2 separate regions of the Mus musculus genome follow, and region 1 is linked to region 2. A link is a contact called in public promoter capture Hi-C data. All regions are on one chromosome and are shown on one strand. Each heading gives the region's core, a stretch centred on a gene start, on an enhancer-like site or on the middle of the called end of the contact. The rest is flanking DNA. Distances are from core to core; before and after follow the strand shown. Region 1 holds the start of Dtx1 (deltex 1, E3 ubiquitin ligase). Region 2 holds the start of Med13l (mediator complex subunit 13-like).

Region 1 (4,633 bases), core at 1,311-3,810, 2.2 Mb after region 2:
CGTTGTGTCACAGAAAGCCACCCGGTGATGTGGCAGAAACTCTCCACAGAGGTGACAAATCCCCGGAAGAGGAGAGAGGGCCTGAGAGTAGGGACATCTCTAGCGTCACGGTTACGATTGTACCACAGACACACCACGGCCACCATCAACAGCTACCACCCACACCAGGGGGCCACCAAGATGGCCAGCACCCCCTAGCCTGCCCCCCCCCCCCGTCACAGGCCACTCCTAATATCAGGCTTAGCAGCACCATTTCAGACCATCAAGAATTTCTACACTCCTTGACACTTCAACGTCTCATCGTTCCTAGGCCACTGCCATTCTTTCTTCCAGCATGCCCCCCACCACCACCTTAGACATCACCAGCATTTCTCAGGAATCATCTGTACCACCCCCCACCCCTACCCCACCCCTGCAGCCAGTTTGTCCCCATGGCTCTGGACTCCCAGCTGCCTGGATTTTGATCTTGGCTCTGAGTGCAAATCAGCTGCAGAAGAGACTCAGTTTCTTTTGCCTGTAAAATGGCCCACTGGGAATTGGGGGGTGGACGGGGAAGACTTTCTGCCTGTGATTAGTAGAGAGAAACCAAACAGTCCTGTGGGTTTGGTAAGAGGGTGTGCTAAAGCACTGAGGGGCTCAGGGCTGGGGGGAAGAGGGATCCACTTAAAGAAATCTTTACATAGCTCAGAGAGACAGCAATCTACCCACTTTACAGGCAAAGAAACTGAGGCTTGGAGCTGTGTGATTTGCATATCCATCCCCCCACCCCTAACTAATATAAGACATAGGGCTGGAACCAACATGTTAATCTGGACCAGGTCACACGGTCTCTTTTCCCAGGAGCCCCAGACTCCCCTTTCAGGGATTCTGGGAGGGGGGAATTATTGCATCCCCCCCCCCCGCCCCCTGTGAGAGCTGCTGGCCCGGCCTCTGGGAGGCCACTCACCTGTGTCTTGCCGGAACTGATGCATGGATTGTAGGTCGATGATGTAGGGCACCAGCTGGGCGTCCACCTGGCCAAGGACCACAGAGCCCCGGGCATCCTCCTTAAGAACATTCTCGATGTGGTGGCACACGGTGGCCGTGTAGGGTCGCCAGCGGCTGTGCTCATTGAGCCACTCCCACACCACCACCCTGGCCACGTTCTGCGGCGGGAAGCCCAGCCCGTTCACCGGCACCATCACACCTTGGCCTGGCCGTGACATGGCCGCTGCCGCCTGCGGGGCCAGGTCCCCACTGTTGCTGGCCCAGCTCCTCCTGGGCCTGGGAGCACCGGGGAAGCTTCGTCCTCCCTCTCCAGGGCGGGCGGCGAGGAGTGTGGCCTCTTTTCCAGCTGGGCTCGTCTCCAAGGCCTAGAGGCCTGGGTTAGGGGGATGGGTGGCCATCCAGACGCTGCGAGGACCCCTTCCCGCAGAGCGCAGCTGTTGCACACAGCGGTGCGCGGTAGGCAATGTCTGTCCTAGGTGGGGGACATGATCTCAATCCCTTAGTCCCCTCAGTGCAGGTGCAGGAGTGAGGAGGCACTTGCCCCTCTAAGTCCGGCCTGTCCCTGCTTCTCTCCCGTTCCTTCTGTCCGCCACGCAGGGCCTTGTCACCCAGGAGGCCCTGGCCCCAGCCTGCTGCTCCTTGCGCGCTTGGCTCCGCTTTCCAGATCCCGTGCCTCGCTTCGGGGTGACTTGGGTCCGCCCCTCCCGACGGGGCTCCCTGCACCCCTGCACCCCTGTCCCCTCTCCTGGCCGGCCTGAGTGGTGGTAGATCTCCCAGGGAAGGGGGCGGAGCGTGGGGATCGCGGTCCGGACCTGCAGCTGGGGGACCCTGGGGAGGGGCGGGGGCCGTGGGCACGCCCCACCCCACTGGTGTTCGCGACCTGCAGGGGCGACAAGAAGGAGAAAGGGCCCTTTAAGAAGAGAGCAGCCCCCTCCCCCTCCCAGGAGCCGCGGCAGAGAACAATGGGGCGCCGGTGGGGGGGCGGCAGGGAGGCTCGGGGGTCTGTGCCCTGCAGTCCCTGGGGTACCCGGAGAACAGCGGGCATCATACCCCAGGCTGTCACCCGCAGTGGCCCGTGTTCGGTTGGAGCGCGTCCCCCGCCCCGGGCCGCGCGCTACCGGGGGCTGCGGTGTGGGATGCAGGGACGCGGGATGTGGAGATGCAGAATTCCGGGATGCGGAATGAAGGATGTGGGATGCAGGGATTCGAGTTCAAGATGCGGGATGTTGAGATGGATGGAGGGTGCCGGATGGAGCCGCGACCGAGGTTTCCTCAGGGGTGGCGTCCCCGGGGGCAAAAGAGCTGCAGGTCGTTATGTCCCCGCCCGGTGGCATCTGCCCGTGGGCCCGCCAGAGCCAGGGATTTGGGGTCCCTGCGCTACACGCTCACCGTGATCTCCCCGCGCTGGCTCTTTTCACCCCCCGCTGACTCTTTCTCCGCTGGCTCCCGGGAGGGAGGGAAGGAGGGCACCGCTTTGCCCCAGCCCGGACCTCGCCCGCCGCCGGATAGACAGACAGACAGGAGGACGCAGTAGTCCTGGCGCGCGGACGCGTCGGACGCGTCGCTGGGATCCCGCGGGTGGAGGCGGCCTCGGGGCGGGGCGGGTAGAGGAAGGGGAGGAGACCGATCCGCCCAGCCGCTGTGACACGCGAGTCACCGAGTCCCCGGCTGGGCCCACGAGGCATCAGATCCGTTCTGTGTTTAGGGGTTCTGGTTCCAATCTATCATCTTTGCATTTAGCATCTATGCTAGGGCCTGGTACACAACAGGCGCTCAATAAGTACTTGAATGAATGAATCTGATTTAGAGACAGTCTAAAGACTGCTCATAAGGCCACTGGCCAACTACAGGGTGATCTCTTGGAGCAGCAGTTTAAGCGTTCATGGGCACTGTGATAGGCCCTCTGGCAAGCTGAACACAGCATCTGCAGACACAGGTATGGACTGAGAGAGGAGACATCCAGGACCTGCCCTGTTTAGATTGGGAAAGATGAGGCTGTGTGGGACTGCGATCCAGGCAGCTGAGCAGGGTTAAGGGACCTCTTTGGGAGCCAGACCAGAGTGGCCCTTGCTCCTCCTCTGTTGGGATCTGGGGGGATTGGGGGAGGGCAGGGGGAAGGGAGAGCAAGGGTGAAGGGCAGGCTACACTAGGCTCACTCCCAGAACCAAAACTGGATTAGCTGGAGTCTTTACCCTGCCCAGGACACCTGCGTTTTTGTTGTTGTTTTGTTTGTTTGTTTTTAGAAGAAAGCCATTCACAGCTACATCTAGTCACTGCTTAATGACCACCTTGCAATCGGTGGGAACCTGAGGTCCTCAGGGTAAGGAAGTCATCAACTCAAAGTTGCACAGGGATTTAGTAGCAAACACAAAAGAAGAATCCAGCCAACTCCTCCCAGCAGCCTCTCTTGATTCATCGGTCTTCCCTCCTCCTCCTCCTCCTCCTCCTCCTCCTCCTCCTCCTCTGTGACACCCCATATCACGCCATCAACTACTTTAACCACTTACACAAAACTGATTCCTGCTCAAAAGGCCCCTAAGGGCTTCCACCACGGTTCACCTCTGTGGCCCAAGATCATCACAAATGATGGCTTCTGCTTATTGAGTGTCCATTCCATTCAGCCCCTGGAGGTAAGACTGTGTCCTCATGTTATGGGCAGGAAGCAAAATCTCTGGAAGCTCAGAGAGGTTACTCAGTTTGTCCGACTTCCCACAAGAGTGAGTAGGGCTGGGAGTTGACGCCTCAACGCCTTTGCACTTTCCATGGCAACAGGCCGCCATGATGCGTGTTGAATGACTAATGGATGTAATCTGGCTGATCTAGCACAGTGAGGCCTTTCACCAAGGAGGGCTGAGAAGGACTACACGCAGTTAACAGCCACCTGTGGCTGCAGGCCCAGAAGGGGCGGGATCTCAGGATCCCATTCCTAGGAGCATGCATTGGTCACTCTGTCCCTGTCACACAGAACAGGATGGATGCGGGATTCCAGGCTCTTCCCACCCCCTCTCTGTCCATCTAGAGCTGGGGCCAGCTCTTCTCTGTTCTTTTAAGAGTGATATATATGGTTCTGGTTCCTATCTATCTATTTATCTATCTATCTATCTATCTATCTATCTATCTATCTATCTATCTATCTATCTATATCTTTGGGGCCCTTGGAAGTCAGGGGACTTCCTGAGGCTATAGGGCTGAGTGTGGTGAAGGTGGATTTGAGGGACCCCAGAAGGGTGACCTGTAAAGCCCATCCTGTGACAAGGGGCCATTGTGTTGATGATCTCGTGTCTAAGCTGTGACCCAAGAATGGTGCTTTCCTATCAAGAGGCAGGAGACCCAGGGTGACGAGATACCCTACATACATACCCGAAGTTCATGTGGGGCATCCATCCATACTGGTCTCCAGCGAGAGCACCTGATCGTTGTCCAAGTCCTCAAAGATGGTAAGAGTATAATCCTTACCGGGGAAACTGATTTGTTTTTCTGGATTCAAGAGAGTGAGGCCAAGGCAGTTTGAGTCGAGGGTCTCTGTATCGTGAGCACTCCAGGTCTGTTTGGGGGCCATTCACAGATCCCTTGGTTAAAAAAACATTTATACCGAGTCCGGCAAGGTGGCTCCGTGGGGAAAGGCACTTTCTGCCAAGCCCTTAGA
Region 2 (4,800 bases), core at 1,264-3,763:
TAAATGACATAAAGTACAGAAACTTATTTGTATAATTTTGGAAGCTGGGAAGACTAAGGCTGAGGTATTGACCCATTTTGGTCCAGTTACAGCCTCCTTCCTGGTAATGACCTCATATGGCAAAGGGGGATAGGGGTGGGGGGACTCAAGTTTTCCTATGTCTCTTCAGAGGGCACTTATTTCAAGACAAGGAATTCATCCACGTGCTAACTACCATGTCGAAAACCTGTCCCTTGTAGTGTTTCAACATGAATGGTAAGTGGGACACAAATATCTGGTCCTAGCAATATATAAAGTTGAGCATTTTTTAAAAAATAATTTTATTTATTTTATTAGAAATGCTAGCATTCCTAATCTGTAAACTGTTTTTCTTGTTTTTTAAAAGATTTATTATTATATATATATAAATAAGCACACGATAGCTGTCTTCAGACACACCAGAAGAGAGAAAGTCAGATCTCATTACGAGTGGTTGTGAGCCACCAAGTGGTTGCTGGGATTTGAACTCAGGACCTTGGGAAGAGCAGTCAGTGCTCTTAACTGCTGAGCCAAATCTCCAGCCCTGTAAACTGTTTCTTATTTGTTTGGTTTTGCTTCTGTGCAGCATCCCACCCCCCTTTTCCTTCCCCTTATGACTTGCTTAGACTGTGACCAGCTCATAGCCTTTTGCCTACGCGTGTGATGAGTATGCGTGGATTCTGGGTGTGATGGACCATCTGACTGCTCAGGTCTCAGTAATACCACATGTGTGCATAAAGTGTCGGGCAACTCCCCCTTGTAACCCTTCCCCCAATAGCATCTTAACGGAAATGTGTGACCTTGGCTTGAGGTCAGCAGGTCAGCAATTAGGATTTGCTTTGGACAGATTAGAAAATGAGGCATAGTTAAACTTTGCTGGGCAGGGTCACAGCTAGGTGTAGCAGAGCCAGCTCCTGGCATCCTCTCCAGAGCCTCCTGAATTCAGATAGTTCAGGAGTTGAGCCACTCAGTAACTGGGACCTTGGGGATGCTATTGCACCCCGATTCTGAGGACTCTGTGAAATGACCTATGTGTTCGGGCCACCTTCATTCCAGGGTTTAAGGTTTGTGGTAGTCTCAAAACTCCATTCATATGTCAGATTTGTGCCCGCTTTATTTTGCTTCCACCGCTCTTTCCAGCGTTTTACTCTTCCTTTGTTTCTTGGAGACAGTGTGTAGACCAGGCTGGCCTGGAACTCATAGAGATACGCCTGCCTAATTCTACCTCTTTCCAAGTCAACTTTCTCCCTTTCTCTATTTCCACGACGAAAAGTCCTGGAAGGCAGTCTCCGGCATCAGCACTTCTCCCAGTCCCATTACTCTCTGAAGAAGGGATGCTGGTTATTATTGACCGCTTGGAGCTGGAGGAAGGGCCTGCTCCCCTCCACATAGCCCAGTGTGAATGTGGCACCTAAGAGCGCTGGGATCATCTATGTAAGGAATGCCTGCGTGCACGCACAGAGTGGGCGCCAAGGGCTCCAGCAGCCGGGATGCTTTAGGAGCTCAGCGCTCGGGAGGCAGTGAGTCCCGAGCCCTGGCTTCCCGATGCCTGGGTTCGAATCCCGCGACCCCGGGCAAGCACCTCGCTCGCTGCCTTTGTGTCTCTTTGAGTCCTACTCCTCCGCCCGGTGCGCTGCGGCAGGCAGGCCGGCGGGCGGTCGCGCGCGAGGTTTCGAGGAGGAGACACTCCTCGGCTCGCTCGGCCAGGCCGGGCCGGCCCACGCCGCTCCTCGGGGACCCGAGATGCTCCCCCAGGGGGGCTCGGAGGCCGCTCCGGGGAAGCCGCGGCCCTCTTCGGCCCGCGCCCGACGCGCGCCCGCGCCCAGGGCGGGGCGTCCACGCAGCCCCGGCGTCCCACGGCCGCCCGCACCTCTTTCTCTTCCCTCCCTGGCTCCGTCACCCCGCTCCGAGAGGGCCGCGCTCGCTCGGCTCAGCAGCGCCTCCCGCGAGCCACCACCGCCGCCGCCGCCGCCGCCGCCGCGGCCCCTCCCCCGCCCCCCGCGCGGCCGGCGCCCGTCACGTGACGCGCCGCAGCCAATGGCGGGCCGAGCCGCGGTCGGCGGCCGCCATTGCTGTCAGAGCGAGCGAGCCCGGGGAGGGAGGAGAAGCGCGGCCGACTGGGGAGGAGGGGGGGGGTGGGGAGGAAGAGGAAGGAGGGGACGGCGCTCGGCTGCCGGGGTCGCCCGCTGGCTTCGTCCGCACCCCCCCCTTCGCGGGCTCGCGCAGCGGCGGCGGCGGCGGCGGCGGCTCGGGGCGGCTGCGGGGCTCGCGTGCCTCCCGCGCCGGCGCGGCCGAGGGCGAGTCGCCCGCCGGCTTGGAGATAAACAAGGCGGCCGACGAGGCGGCGAGGCGGAGGCGGAGGCGGCGGCCCTGCGCGACAGAGGCGGGCGGCGTTGCCGGCCCGCGCCCCCCGCCGCCGCCGTCGTCGCCGTCGTCGCCACCGCCGCCCTCGGGCCTCCCGCGCGGGCCTCGCGCCCCTGGTGCCCGGGAGCCGCCGCCGCCGCCGCCCGGCCCGGCCCGCTCCGACATGCCCCGCTCTGGCGGCCGGGCTCGCGGAGGACCATGACCGCCGCGGCGAACTGGGTAGCGAACGGGGCGAGCCTGGAGGATTGTCACTCCAACCTCTTCTCGCTGGTGAGTGGCGGGGCGGGGGGGAGCCCGGGTTGGGGGGCGCGACCTCCCCGCCGCGCAACTTTCTCCTCCCGGAGCCCTGGCGGCGTCGGCGAGCGCGGCGCCCGGCGTGGACGTGCGTGGGGAAGTCGGGGCGCTGCGGACGCCGGGGCGCGCTCGGAGCGCCCACCTCCGTGGCAATCACACCCCCTCCCCTCCCCTTCCCCCCTTATTTTCTTTTTTTTTCTTTTTTCTCCTCCTTCCCCGAAATGTGGAAGGCTTTTCTGCCTTGTGCAGCCGCCGGCGCGGGTGAGCTGCAGGCTCGTCCTCTCTCTCTCTCTCTCTCCCGATCGGATCGGCTGCTCTCCCACTCGCCGGCGTCTGCCTTCTGATTTTTTCTTTCTCTCTTCCTCTGTTTCTCCGTTTTTTTCCCTTTTTTTTCCTTTTAATATTTCCACAATGACACCTGCGATTTCGCCCGAAAACAGTTGATGGAAGGCGATGGTGTCAGGGAAAAGGACTCTGGCAGCCGGAGCTCGCTCGCGCCGTTGTAAACACGGACAGCCGCCCGCCTCTCGGGGTTTACTACGCCGGAGAGCGGGAGAGCCATTGCTCGGAGCCCACGGAAGGTGGAGGAAGCTGCTGCTCCTCGCTCTCCTCCGCTGCCTTTAAAAACTGTTTTCTCTGCTTTAACAAGGAACACACACACACACACACACACACACACACGAGCAACAAGCTGGGCGGTTTGATAACATCGCTTTTATCTGCCTTCGCCTCTCCTCTCTCCCGCTCTCGCCTCTGATAATTGACAACTTTTGCTTTGGAAGTGCATCGCCTGCCTTAATCTCGAACCATTTAGGGTGTCAATTGTTCTTCTGGAAGCCTGGCACCGGGCGACGGCGGCTCGATTCGTCGAAATTAAAAATGTATAGAGCTCCAGCAACTCTTTCCTGGCGGTGGCAGTGACATTTGGTGGTAAATGCCATCTTTGCTTTTTATTGGGTCGTATTACCTAGCTCTGAAAACATTCGCGTTGTTAAACCCGGCGCTTACGCTGATAATGGGAGTGCATGGTCTTTAAATACGCGCTTTGTGCCTGAGTTACTGTGTGTGTGTAGCTATGTGCCCGGGAGAGTACGAATTTGTTTAAATATTGAGCAAAGATTTGTAAACAGATGTAAGGCAATTATGTTTCAAGCGTAGAATATAATTGGAAAATTGGTTGAACGGCCTATTTAATTTAGCCTTAAAAACTCAACTTATTTTAGTTGTGTGCCCAATTTTGGTGGGGAGGGTGCTGGGGGGGAGGGTGCTGACTTTTGGAGAGCATGCATTTATTGCAAATTATTTTCTGGAACCCCTGCTGCAGATAGAAGCTTTATTTCCTTTTAGTCCTTGTTTACACTGGATAAATAATTTAGTGTTCAAATTGTAATTAGTTACATTTAATTATGGGTGGCATAGATGCTTTTTCTCCCCTTGGAGACTAGTGGAGAAAGAGGAATTGTTGCCAACTTTGGAAGTGTCATTCTGTTTTCATGCTGATGAAGAAATCAAGCATGATTTTGGCCTACAAAGACACAGGAGTGACACAGTCCCCCTGCTCCCACTCTTGTAAGCAGGCTGATTCCTGATCACCCCGAATTTTATCCTGAGGCTGTTTCGAGGTTCAGTTAGAAGTTGGGGGTCCTTCCTTTTACCCCTGTGGTAATTTACCGTTGATCTTTTGATGTGAGGATAAAACTACTTCTGTCTCTTTTTTCACCCCCCCCTTCCCTTGTCTGTCATTTATTATTAGGTTCAGGGACCTTCATAGATCAGCAAATGTATTGACTAGGCGGTATTTACCCCCCCCCCCAACCAATTTGGTGACTGGGTGACCGCAATGACACTTTTATAGGTAATTAAAATAACCAAGTCAGCTGGTGTTAGCTGGGGAGAGCTCCCACTTGCTGTGCATCAGGCTGAGAGCAGTGCTGCCTGTGTGCATGTGGCTAATGTATACACAGTGTGTTGTGCAGGCAAATGCATGCCTGCTGACTGCACAGCTCCACTCTCAGCTTCAGGGATCTATGGGGTAGAGATGAGATGGTCCGGATTCTTTCTTTAATTTCTGGACTTTGATTTTGACTGCATTCTGGGTATTTCTCCGCTTAAACCAAAAAGTTG

What was found. Promoter capture Hi-C pulls out the DNA fragments that hold promoters and counts their contacts.
Region 1: a promoter capture Hi-C map of pre-B cells shows a contact between it and region 2, with 8 times the contacts expected there. The contact joins the promoter of Dtx1 here to the promoter of Med13l in region 2. A contact is called at or near these places in 2 of 39 promoter capture datasets (hippocampal neurons and pre-B cells) and 1 of 115 datasets of contacts at active chromatin or transcription factors (astrocytes).

The regions. Positions count from the first base shown.
Region 1 is chr5:120,709,109-120,713,741 of GRCm38.p6, forward strand. It overlaps Dtx1 (deltex 1, E3 ubiquitin ligase), which reads right to left and starts at 2,561. Exons shown (of 10, transcript NM_008052.3): 1 at 2,377-2,561; 2 at 947-1,867. The coding sequence starts at 1,205.
Region 2 is chr5:118,558,206-118,563,005 of GRCm38.p6, forward strand. Med13l (mediator complex subunit 13-like) reads left to right here and starts at 2,514. Exons shown (of 31, transcript NM_172424.4): 1 at 2,514-2,652. The coding sequence starts at 2,581.